Regions from separate parts of the Arabidopsis thaliana genome. Here region 1 is linked to region 2. Evidence: chromatin contacts called from public targeted proximity ligation data. All regions are on one chromosome and are shown on one strand. The core of a region is the stretch at or near the end of the contact, and the rest is flanking DNA. Distances in the headings are between cores, read along the strand shown. Region 1 holds the start of AT1G33590 (Leucine-rich repeat (LRR) family protein). Region 2 holds the start of AT1G33470 (RNA-binding (RRM/RBD/RNP motifs) family protein).

The links.
Region 1: a contact with region 2 is called in a targeted proximity ligation map of shoot, with 10 read pairs. A contact is called at or near these places in 1 of 26 Hi-C or Micro-C datasets (root) and 1 of 2 datasets of targeted methods (shoot).

What each region holds. Positions count from the first base shown.
Region 1 is chr1:12,175,210-12,181,891 of TAIR10.1, forward strand. AT1G33590 (Leucine-rich repeat (LRR) family protein) reads left to right here and starts at 2,464. Exons shown (of 1, transcript NM_001333054.1): 1 at 2,464-4,419. The coding sequence starts at 2,468. The coding sequence ends at 4,012. It overlaps AT1G33600 (Leucine-rich repeat (LRR) family protein), which reads left to right and starts at 5,567. Exons shown (of 2, transcript NM_001333055.1): 1 at 5,567-6,682. The coding sequence starts at 5,567. It also overlaps the pseudogene AT1G33580.
Region 2 is chr1:12,139,378-12,145,742 of TAIR10.1, forward strand. AT1G33470 (RNA-binding (RRM/RBD/RNP motifs) family protein) reads left to right here and starts at 5,063. Exons shown (of 6, transcript NM_103072.3): 1 at 5,063-5,410; 2 at 5,497-5,629; 3 at 5,976-6,102; 4 at 6,197-6,233; 5 at 6,307-6,365. The coding sequence starts at 5,255. It also overlaps the pseudogene AT1G33450 and the pseudogene AT1G33460.

The DNA of each region.
Region 1 (6,682 bases), core at 1,214-3,713, 33 kb after region 2:
CCATTTTCTTGGATCTAAACATTCGCTTGAATCTATCTTTGATGGGAAAATATCGAAGTACCTTAGCTGGAATCCCCTTCTTCTCTTCACCAGTGTGTTTATCCCTTTCCCATCTGAAAGCACTGCATCTAGGACAAGTATCCCTCAGCTCATACTCCTTTCTGTATAAGATGCAATCATTCGGACAAGCGTGAATGATATCATACCCAAAACCAAACATCTTCAAGAATTTTTTGATCTCATTTGTTGAAGTTAGAAGCACATTCTCTCCTGGTAAGATGTCGTGCACTAAACTCAAAAGTTGATCAAAGTAATTCTCAGACATCCCACTCTTTACTTTAATGCGGTAAAGCCTCATAATTGCAGACACCTTTGTGTACTTGGGACACCCATAATATAATGGAGTTTCAGCATCCTTCAACTTCTCTCTAAAGTCAGATTCTTCTTTAGTTGATGGCTCCTTACTATCATTTTCATTCTGATTCTGAGAATCAGAATGGTCTTCTCCATCAAAATAAGCTGTTCTTATCAACTCATAAGCTCCAAATTCACTACTAGACTCAGCTTCTAACTTATCAGCCCGTATCTCCCCATGCTTACTCCAACATCCATTTCTCTTGTATTTATGATTCATTCCTTTAATAACCAGATGTTCCAAAACAGTATCAATTGGTTGATGACACAGATTCCGGCAATCCGTACATGGACAAAACATTTCAGAAGGATCTCCCAAACGTCTCGATGATGCGTAAACAAATTTTGTTGCTCCTTTCTCGTACTCAATGCTATTCCTTGGCAGCCATACCCAACTCTTATCCATTTTTGAAACACCAACAAGCTCCAACCCCATATATATGATAATATTTATATATATATATATATATATATATATATATATATATTAGTTAACAGAGATACAAGAACAAAGACACAAAGAGAAATTTCAAAAACAAAAATTCAATACTATCAAAGCTATATTGAATACAAGAACCACATAAACTCAAAGCTACACGTATACTAAGAACCACAGAAATTAACTCAATTCGATACAAGTGAATCACATAAATAGTCAAGTTCCATTGGATACAAGTGAAAAGTCACAGAAATAGTCAACTTCTAATCGATACAAGTCAATAGTCACTGAAAATAGTCAAGTTCTAATCAATACAAGTGAATACAAGCTATCAAAGCTATTTGAAACTCAATTCGATACAAATGAATGCTCACTATCAAAGCTATATGAAACTCAATTCGACACATGAGAATAGTCAAGTTCAAAGCTATATGAAACTCAAAATCGATCTAAGAACCACAGAAATCGATCTAAATAACATACTTGTCAAAGAGAAGCCACTGAAATCTTTGAGAAACGCGGATAGCGAAAGCCCCAAATCGAAACCCCTAAATCTGAGAAACCTGAAAATCAAACCCTAAATGTGATTAAAACCCCAAATCGAAACTCAAACCAGACAATTTCACAATGCAAACCCTAAATCGATTACAAAAGAAACATAACCTTCTCGATTTAGAACCAGATCTGTGACTGAGAAGCTGAAGAGTACCAAAAGAGATTGAGGCGTTGAGCAAGAACACGAACAGAGACGGGAGAGAGACAGACAGCTGAAGAACACGAACACAAACAGAGAGAATTGAAAAAGAGAATTGAAAGAGATGAAGAACAGTGAGATGAAAAACAGTGAGAACACGAACAATGTTTTTTGGCCTTAGAAAAAAATTTCGGGGTTAAAAGTCACCAAATATTTTATTCTCCAACGAGCAAAAAAATTTCATTCCGCGCTACTATATTAGGTAGCGGTTTTTGTAAATTAGTGCTATCGAATAATAACCCCTAATCTAAAAATATTGACCCGAGTCATTTTATTTCCCGGGGTAAGATAGTATAACGTTTTGAAAACCAAACGTTATAACGTTTTAGCTGGTTAGTAAATTATAGCAGAACACGATTAACTGCTACAATATAATATTATAAATGCTCAATATTCTTCTAGTAATTTTAATATTAATAAGGAGGTCTTGTATAAACTGATTGTTTCCTGGAAGTGTTATTGCATCGCCAAAAACAGTTGGCGGAAGTCCAGCCCAGTCATGTATTGGAACATCAATTACTCTGTTCTTGCTGTTAGAATCGTTTGGCTCTTGAGTCTATGACAGTTTCTTTTGTCGGAAATGTTGTGAAAAATAAAAATACTATGACTTACTGGAGTTTCAAAATATAACCAAAAAAAACGAAAATATATTATAAGAAGTCTGAAAAAAGTAGAATTTTGTTTTTAGCAAAACATTAAGACGTGTTAATTGTCAAGAGAAGACCTATGCATATATAATAGTCAAGAAAAGACAAACTATAATAAAAATCTAATGAAACTGTCTTTTTCAAGTGTGTCGGGGAAAAATGATAAATTCGACCACGATTACGGATACCACTAATAATTATGGTCACATGCAGATGCAAATGGATTGGTCAAAAACGTCAACTTTGACTTCGCAGCTCTCAAGTAATCTTTTCCCCACTACTAATAGCTCTCTTCTCTCAATCAACACAACACAATTCACCACCATGAACTCTTCCTTTACTCTCTTCATCTTTACCTTCGTCATCTTCCTCCAATGTCTAAATCCCACCGGAGCTGCCACGTGTCATCCTGATGATGAAGCGGGTCTTCTAGCTTTCAAAGCGGGTATAACCCGAGATCCTTCGGGTATTCTCAGTTCTTGGAAGAAAGGTACCGCTTGTTGTTCTTGGAACGGTGTCACTTGTCTCACCACTGACCGTGTCTCTGCACTCTCTGTCGCTGGACAAGCCGATGTTGCTGGAAGCTTCCTCTCCGGCACTCTCTCGCCGTCGTTGGCTAAACTCAAGCACCTTGATGGGATTTACTTCACCGATCTCAAGAACATCACTGGTTCTTTTCCTCAATTCCTTTTCCAATTACCAAATCTTAAGTACGTATACATTGAGAATAACCGTCTCTCTGGTACTCTTCCGGCTAACATCGGTGCGCTAAGCCAGCTTGAAGCGTTCAGCCTCGAGGGAAACCGGTTCACCGGTCCGATCCCGAGCTCGATATCTAATTTGACTCTGTTAACTCAACTCAAACTCGGCAATAATCTCCTAACCGGAACTATACCGTTAGGGGTCGCTAATCTCAAGCTCATGTCGTATCTCAACCTTGGAGGTAACCGTCTCACTGGAACCATTCCAGATATTTTCAAATCCATGCCAGAGCTCCGATCTTTAACTCTCTCCCGCAACGGATTCTCCGGGAATCTTCCTCCGTCCATTGCATCACTCGCACCGATTCTTAGGTTCCTCGAGTTAGGCCATAACAAACTCTCCGGGACGATTCCAAACTTTTTATCAAACTTCAAGGCGCTCGACACATTGGATCTCTCCAAGAATCGGTTCTCGGGTGTCATACCGAAGAGTTTCGCCAATCTGACCAAGATATTCAATCTTGATCTCTCCCATAATCTTCTAACCGATCCATTCCCTGTCTTGAACGTTAAAGGCATTGAATCTTTGGATCTTTCTTACAACCAGTTTCACTTGAATACGATCCCGAAATGGGTGACTTCGTCGCCGATCATCTTCTCGTTGAAGCTAGCAAAATGCGGGATCAAGATGAGCTTAGACGATTGGAAGCCAGCGCAAACATTCTACTATGATTTCATCGATCTGTCGGAAAACGAGATCACAGGGAGTCCAGCAAGGTTCTTGAACCAAACAGAGTATCTAGTGGAGTTCAAGGCAGCGGGTAACAAACTACGATTCGATATGGGGAAGCTAACGTTTGCAAAGACGCTGACAACTTTAGATATATCAAGGAACTTGGTATTTGGGAAGGTGCCGGCAATGGTGGCTGGACTAAAGACATTGAACGTGAGTCACAACCATCTTTGTGGAAAGCTTCCAGTAACAAAGTTCCCGGCCAGTGCGTTTGTGGGTAATGACTGTCTTTGCGGCTCTCCTCTTTCTCCTTGTAAAGCTTAAGCGGCAAGAAAGCTACAACTGGTAGTTGGATATTTACCGTGACCAATAAAGTTTAGCTCCAAATAAAATTTGTATTAAAAAGATTACAACAAATAAAGTAGTTTTATGTTATGAAGAAGCTTCATTCTAACAATATGTATTAGTGAAAGTACTCAAAGTAGTATTTAAGTTCTCAACTATTATGCATTTTTTATATAGCAGCTAAAATATTACTTTAACATGATAGAAAAATGATTTTAAAAAATAGAAGGAAAAACAGAGTAGTATTCTGATACAACATGCTCCAATTTATGTAACTTTTGCTTATATATTAAACTGATTATGTAGTATGCAACTCTTGGCTAATCTGTTCTCAATTCAGAATAGTCGCAACAAATGATGCAGTAAATAATCTATGTTTACTGGAATTTAACTCGCTCTATACAAAAAAAGAAAGAAAGTTATAGTGATATCTTATTTAGAACTATGCGTAATTTATTATTCTTCAGTGTTCTATAATTGGTTAACAAAAACCTAGTGATGAAAACAAGAGGAGTCCTTACTAGATAGATGCATATAACTTCATCACTACAAAATTTATTTGATCACAAATAACACATACCAAACAACAAACCAAGTAATCGATATATACTAGTATCAAACCTCTTTTTTCTCTTTACATACACATAACACAAGGTCATCCACAGGACATATAGCGTCTGCATTGAGGAATTAGACCATCTCTGAAGTAGGTTTCAACTTAGTATTGTTTTTTTTTTTGTCTAAAACACTAAAGTTCGATTAGACTAATGCATCCATATTCAATGAGACAAAGACATAGTAAACCAACCTAGAAAAATTATTCAAAAACTATACAAAAAAAGATAGTTTGAGTAATTGGTTCTTCCAAAACAAGACTAATGCATGCAGCATCTTAAAACTTCACCACCATAAACGAAAATTGAGTAATTGGTTCTTCCAAAACAAGCTAAGATTCCACTATAATTTCTTACGATAAACAAATAGATAAAGCTACTTATGTTAATGTTGGATTACGCTAAGAAAATTAAGGCATGAATCTATCGGCCCATCTCGAGGCCAACTTAGTCCACAATCTGGATCATTGTACTTAGATATATTTGACTTTTATTTTGTGGTCAATAATGTACATATTGTTAGACAAAAATAACATGTTAATAAATATTTTTTTTTTTTCAAAAATAACGTACATTTTGAGAAAACATAAATGAAATTTCTTTCCAAACTAAGTTTCATAATAGCCCAAAATATTATTTAAACATGATAGAAAACAATTGTAATTTGACAACAAAGTTCTAGAAAAATAAGATACATAAATCCTTTATCTATAATCATCAAAATATTATAAAAATCTGATGAAAGAAACTGTCTCTTTCGAGGGGTTGAGAGATAATAAATTCGACAACGATTACGGATATTACCACAACTTATTGCCACCACATGAACATGAATTGGTCAAAATCGGCAGCTCTTGATTCAACGTTTTCCTTCTATTAATAGCGACCAATTGTGTCTTTCAATCAACACAACTCAACCATGAACTCTTGTTGCTTCCCTCTCTTCATCTTTGCATTCGTTATCTTTCTCCGGTGTTTAAGTCCCATTGAAGCTGCCACGTGTCATCCTGATGACGAGGCGGGTCTTTTAGCTTTTAAATCGGGTATAACTCAAGATCCTACGGGTATTCTCAGCTCTTGGAAGAAAGGTACTGACTGCTGTTCATGGAAGGGTGTCGGTTGTCTCACCAACCGCGTCACCGGACTCACTATCAACGGACAATCTGATGTTACTGGAAGCTTTCTTTCTGGCACTATCTCGCCGTCATTGGCCAAACTCCAACACCTTGTTGGTATTTACTTCACCAATCTTCGAAACATCACTGGTTCTTTTCCTCAATTCCTTTTCCAATTACCAAATGTAAAACAAGTCTACTTCACGAATAGCCGTCTCTCCGGTCCTCTTCCAGCTAACATTGGTGCGCTAAGCGAGTTAGGAGAACTAAGTCTCGACGGAAACCTGTTTACTGGTCCGATCCCGAGTTCCATTTCCAATTTAACCCGGTTATATCTGCTCAATCTTGGAGATAATCTCTTAACCGGAACTATACCTTTAGGTCTTGCTAATCTCAAGATCTTGTTGTCACTCAACTTTGGCAACAATCGTCTCTCTGAAACCATACCGGATATTTTCAAATCCATGCAGAAGCTCCAATCTCTAACCCTCTCCCGCAACAAATTCTCTGGAAATCTTCCTCCGTCCATTGCATCACTCAAACCAATTCTCAATTACCTCGATCTAAGCCAGAATAATCTCTCTGGGACAATCCCGACCTTTTTATCAAACTTCAAGGTACTAGACTCATTGGATCTTTCTAGAAATAGGTTCTCTGGGGTTGTTCCGAAGAGTTTAGCCAATATGCCTAAACTTTTCCATCTCAATCTCTCCCACAATTTTCTAACTGGTCCACTCCCTGCCATGAAGAACGTTGATGGCCTTGCCACTCTAGATCTTTCATACAACCAATTTCACCTCAAAACGATACCGAAATGGGTGACCTCGTCGCCGTCCATGTACTCGTTGAAGCTGGTAAAATGCGGGATCAATATGAGCTTAGACAATTGGAAGCCAGTGAGACCCAATATTTACTTTTAC
Region 2 (6,365 bases), core at 3,813-6,312:
GCGATAGCAATGAAGGTACACATTTCGATTTTGTGATATATTTGATTGATTGAAGGAGTAAATGATTGGAAATTCTGTTTTATAGAGAGAAAATGAAGAGCACTTGTTCAAATGGGTTGATGAAGCTCTCTTGGACGAAATTAAGATGGTAAATGAGAAGTGTAAGAGAGTTGCAGAGAATATTAGTGACCTCAGAATGAACGTGATGGCTAATATGGAGCTCCTTAATAAAAACGGTAAGCAGATGGAGGAAGAGCTGATTAAGAAGATGGAGGGTGAACTCTTGACCATGAAGGAGAATGTGGAAGAGCTAGGACATGTTATGGCAAAGTCAGCTTTGAAGACTGTAGGGGTTGCTGTTGTGATTGTTGCATCTATTGTATGGCTTTGGGGAAGAGTGTAGGTGTTGTTGAGGTTTTGGAGTGAAATTGTAGTATTGGATTAGTCTCTGTTTTGAAGCTTGTCAGGGTTTGGCTATGTTTGTCTTTGTTTTGGATTGTGTAAGTGTCGAGATTAAACGATGGAGGGTTTGTGAATCTATCTATGTTATGTCTTATGTGTCTTTGTCTAATGTGAATCGATGCATAACATAAGAATAGATAAGAATCCATACAAAAGAGGGATAAAGAACATCCTAAACATTAACCGAATAATACATCATCCTACAAAGCCTCAAGAGGATAAAGAACATCCTAAACATTAACCGAATAATACATCATCCAAAATAGACAAAAGAGGATGAAGATGGTTAAGATTGTTCCAAAATAGACAAAAGAGGATTGAGAACTAGAACTAGTCCAACTGGTCCGATTGATCCCATTGACTGCTTCTCTGAGTGAGTGTGATTGTATCAGCTCCATGTGTTGTTTCTTGGAGCTCCATTGTAGGCTGAGATGTTCCAGCCTCCTAAAACAGAAACAACATTCAAACATGAGCACCGAAATGGCTAACCAAACAGCAGCCTAAAACAGAAACAAACCTTAATCTCTTGATTCTTCTTCTTCCTACCCTTCTTCTCCTTTGGGAACTTCTTACATCCAGCTGCATTGTGACCTGCTTCACCACATGATTTGCAATGCATTACTACGCCCTTCTTTCCTACTTTTAATCTCTGTGGACCCTTCTTCTTTGGTGACTCATTTGGACCCTTGATCCGATGATAGTTCTTCTTCTCACCTTTCTTTCTCCCAGGTGGAACAGGATCTTGAAGTGGTGCAGTTATTAATCCTAAACCAGTAGGCCAATACATTTGCCCTCTAACTGGATCCGGCCCGGTATCATACTGTTCTCGCCAAGCGATAGTGTAAAACATTGGAATAACAAAATCTTCAACATCCTTACCCACATCATTGATGGCCGCATAGGCATGTTCACACGGAATCCCTGTGACTTGCCATTTGCAGCAAGAGCAATCCCACTCCTCAGTTTTCAAGCTCACAGCATTAGAATTCCCATCAAACCAAACCTCAAATTTCTCATGCGTTCCTTTGGTCACTTCACATTTAACAGCAAGTTCCCACTCCTCTTTCAGAATCTCTGAGACATACTCAGATATCTTCTTCTTCCATTTCCCTATCTTCGCCTTTCTCTTACTTATACGTGCCATAGCTTGTCTCCTAATTGTTTCCATCATAGGCACCAATGCCTTGGCCCTAGCTTTGACAATTGTGGCATTGAAAGACTCTGTTGCATTGTTGTCTACATCCTCACAGTAGCTGCCTATTCTAAACCAAGATCTGCACCAAGTATTTGGTTCTTCCTTCATGACATCCTCATACAAAGACATGATGTAAGCTCTCATCTCATTGAGATTAGCTTTGTATTGTGTATCACTGTAACTCCATGCTAGATTCCATACAAACTTCTTCAACAAATCTAATGAACCATGTCGTTTTTTCAGATTCTCCACTATATGCTTCACACAAGGTCTGTGTTCAGCATTTGGCAATGCATTCTTGACAGCACTAATAATCCCCTGTCAAATACAAACACATTAGCATCTATAAAGCACTATCATCTATACATAATTAAATAATCAGACATAAGATAATACTAACCTTGCAACGATCTGATATGACCACATAGCCACTGCCATCCTTTAGTTCCAAGTCATGCTTCAGCTGATTCAAAAACCAGAGCCAATTCTCTGCATTCTCAAACTGAACAGTTGCCCACGCCACTGGATAGATTTGGTTGTTCGCATCATGAGCTATAGCAGTGAGCAGACATCCCTTAACCGCATGCTTCAAAAATGTTCCATCTATCCCAATGAGAGGCCTACAGAAGTAAAACGCATTCTTCATTGCTCCAAAACAAACATAAATCCGGTTGAAGACATCATTCTCGTTTGCATCCCTAATGGTATCAACAATTGCAGTTGATCCTTTGTTTGTACTCAAGATTTCTGCCACATAGCCTCGAAGGTGTGCAAACTGTTGGGCATATTCTTCTTTCAGCCACTTAAGAGCTAGAAGTCTTCCATCTTGCACTTGTCCAATAGTACTAACTAGCTTCCATTGCTCCTTGATATGCCTCTGAATGTCAAGAGGCATGAAATTAGGCTGCAACCTTAGCTTATCCATAAACAATCTACCAATCACTCTCCTCTTCAACAGCTTGCATTTTCCATTAGAAGTACAAGAATGATCCAGACATTTGGTCTTCAAAACCCACAATTGCCTCTCGTGAGAGTATGAGGCATAGACATACCATTCACACTCCTTCCTTTGAGCACATCTAAAGCTAATTTTATCTTTTTCCCACCTATTTTGTTTAGCATTTATCCTATGCTTCATTGCATAATGCAAGACAACCTCTTTGAATTCAAAACCAGTGAAGAATGTTCTGCCTATAGCTAACCTATCATCCGAAGCTAACCTAATCTTCCTATCTCTAGTGATCACATGATCTTCTTCTTCATTATCACTTTCTGGTATTTCGTTCCTTCTAATCTTTAACTCATCATACCACATAGCTACTGCTTCCTCTATCTCGAACTCAAACCTCTCGGCCAAATCTTCTTCCGGCTCATCCTTCTTCTGTTTTCTCCTCTTCTTTTGACCTTCTTCAGCCTCTTCCTCCTTTCTTTTCTCTTCTCTCGTCCTCTTCTTTTGACTTTCATCTCTGTCTCCATCGTCTTCTAGATTGATGTCTCCATCAGACGCTATATCACCATCGTCTTCTCTATTCTCCTCTCCATCAGATTCTCTGTCTCCATCTATCCCGACGTCGTCTCCCTCAACTCCGGTGGCTTCGTCCTCCTCGACTCCGCTATCACCACTATCACTTCCATCGTCGGCTTCAATGTCACTCTCTGGAGGTTCGAAATCGGGGTCATCTGGATCGATTTGGTAAATCAATCCTTCCTCCCACCAATTCTTCATTTCTCCCTATTCGAAACCCAAATCGAGACCCAGAAATTCGAATCGAAGAAGAAAACCCCAAATCTCCTTTTGTCTTTCTCTCTCAAGAACCCTAATTTCACAGTGTCGAGATTAAAGAAGAACGACCAAATCGATTTGAGAGTTAAAGAAGAATGAAAACGACATCGTTTTCTTTCTCTTTTTGATGAGTTAAACGAAATGAAAACGACGTCGTTTTCTTAACGGGTCTGGGTATTAGTCGGGTTAATCGCAATCGCGGTACAGTAAACGCAGATTTGTGGTTAATCCCGGTTAAATGAATGGTTCAATTGGAAATGTATGTTTAAGCATGAATTCGAAAGTAGATAATGTAATTTTGAGGAATATGAAAGTTGATGGTGGAAATTTAAGGGCCCAAAAGTCCGGGGTGAAAGCTGAGAATCGAAATAATTTATGGCTCAAAAATCAGTCATACTAACATTGTAATACAAAACATGATTTTGTAAGATTGATCTAGTTTTAGAAAAATCACTTTTGGCTGAAGATAATAGGACCGACTTTTTCTTGTTGTAGTTGTGAGATCTCATAAAGAAGAATTATAGACTTAAGTGTTATATTAACCAATTTTTAATTTAATTCTTCATATACATTATCTATCTTATTAAGTTTGGCTGGAAAAATCTGTAAGTCAGTAAATGTTTACTTCAAAATGTAGAATTCATAATTTTGTATTTAGAATAGTAGAATTTATCTCCAAATTAGTAAACTAGATTTTAGATTGTCATGAAAAGTGATACAAACCAATAATTTTTTTGTAAACTAAGATAGTGGAAAAATCTGTAAGTCAGTAAATTTTTTTGTAAACGAAGACCAATAATTCTTCATAATTTTTTTTAACGAATAGAAAATTAATAAGCGTTATAGTTAAAAACAGGAAGGAATAATGATATTAAAAAAAAAACTATTTGTAAACTAAGATTACCTTTTTCGTAACATTTTGCTCATTTTTTTTTGTAAATGAATGTAAATCGGCATAATTTTAATCACTAAAATTCTGAAATATTTTGCTAACTATCAATCAATTTTAGATTTGATTTGATTTACATATAAATATGTAGGCTAACACATTAAATCATGTTCTAAGAAATATGCATATGCATGAATCATTTGATGTCTTACAAATAAGTTACACAACTTGTGTGCAATCATAATATGGATTCTTATGAAGATAATAAAAAATTAAAAGGTTGGTATATTAATTTTTTTGACCAACTTTTGTGAAAATGTTAAAATGCTAAATATATTCAGTAGTTCAACTTATTTTGAGGGATATGTAAACTAAAAAAAAAAAAAAACTCTTTTGAGCTATAATTTAATATTGGTCAAAAAAAAATGTATTTTTTTATATATAGTATATCTCTGTTAGTTATATTTTTTTTTTTTTGTGTATGTTATTTCTCGGTTAGTTATTTGCTAAGGGAAAGTTTTTTTTGTTGAATATCTTTTTTTGGTAGAATTAAAAATACAGAAAATTTCAATTTTAAGATTTTCCACCAATATAAAAGACCAAAAATTAAATAATAGCTAAAATAAATGTTTTCCAACTGTAAATCTATTTTACAGAGTGGATCCGACCAACAAGAAAAAAGTGTACAAAAACACACAGTGACCGTACATAAAATAAAAAAAATGTCATTGATATTTGTGAAAAGCTAAGTTAAATAATTCAATGAGTGTGTCCCCAAATTCTCTCTTTTTTCCCTGAGACTTTTCCTTGAATCCTCTTCCCTCCTCCTTCTTCTCTCTCTCTCGTTTCTCAACTACCGTCTCTCTGCTTCTTCTGTTCCCAAAACCGGAAACTTTACTTCGTGGAATTTTCCCTTGTTTCTGAAATGGAAGACACAACATTTACCAAAGTGTTCGTTGGAGGATTAGCTTGGGAAACACACAAAGTCTCTCTCAGGAATTACTTTGAACAGTTTGGTGACATTGTTGAAGCTGTCGTTATCACTGATAAATCTAGTGGTAGATCTAAAGGCTATGGCTTTGTAAGTTTCTTCTTCTTCTTGTTTCTTTTTACTTTGGAGATTTGTTATAGCTTCAAGCTCACGGGTTCTGTTTTTTTTTTGTAAAGGTTACTTTTTGTGATCCGGAAGCAGCTCAGAAAGCTTGTGTAGATCCAGCTCCTGTTATTGATGGAAGAAGAGCTAATTGTAATCTTGCTGCTTTTGGTGTTCAGAGATCCAAACCTTCTTCTCCTATTCATGGTACTTTTAGGTTTCTGTCTTTTGATACTTTACTTTTGAAAACCCTACATCAAGAGTATATGTAAATCCATGGATCTTGCTGGAATTGTATGTCTTGAATCACATGTCTCACATATTAGTAGCAAAGTTAGATACTTTATGAATTGTCTTACTTTATTGTTTGAGGTATAGCTTCATCTTGATTCCTTAGTTGATTCAGTAAAGCCATTTTCTTGCTCACTAGTCTTTATAATTCTTCTGCAGACTACACTAGTTAGTTAAATCTTCTGGTTAAATATGTTGTGTTTTGTTCTTGTCTGAAAGCAAATGTTTGAGAGGAGATTCTCATGTTGTTGTGTTATGGCAGGACATGTAGGAGGAAGAGGCATGAAGGTGACTAGCCCTTTCAAGACACACTTTGGGACCGCGGCTACTGCTATTCCTTCCCCACTTCCATTCTCCCACTACACACTTCCTTACACTAATCCTTTTGGGTACTCCACGTTTAATCTCTTACTTGATTTTTCTATACTCATCACTCTACTTAGACTGATAAATCCTCTGTTTGGTTTCATTAAACTTTCTTAGGTTCTCTTCATACTCAATGGATTACAATTACCCCACGGTATGTATATTGTAAGAGTCTCTCCCTACTCTACTCTTATCTCTTATAGCTTATTGGATTATTGTTTTTACAGCAGAGCTATTACAATGTTTATGGAGGGGCAACTGCTCAGCATCCAATGTATGGAAGCGG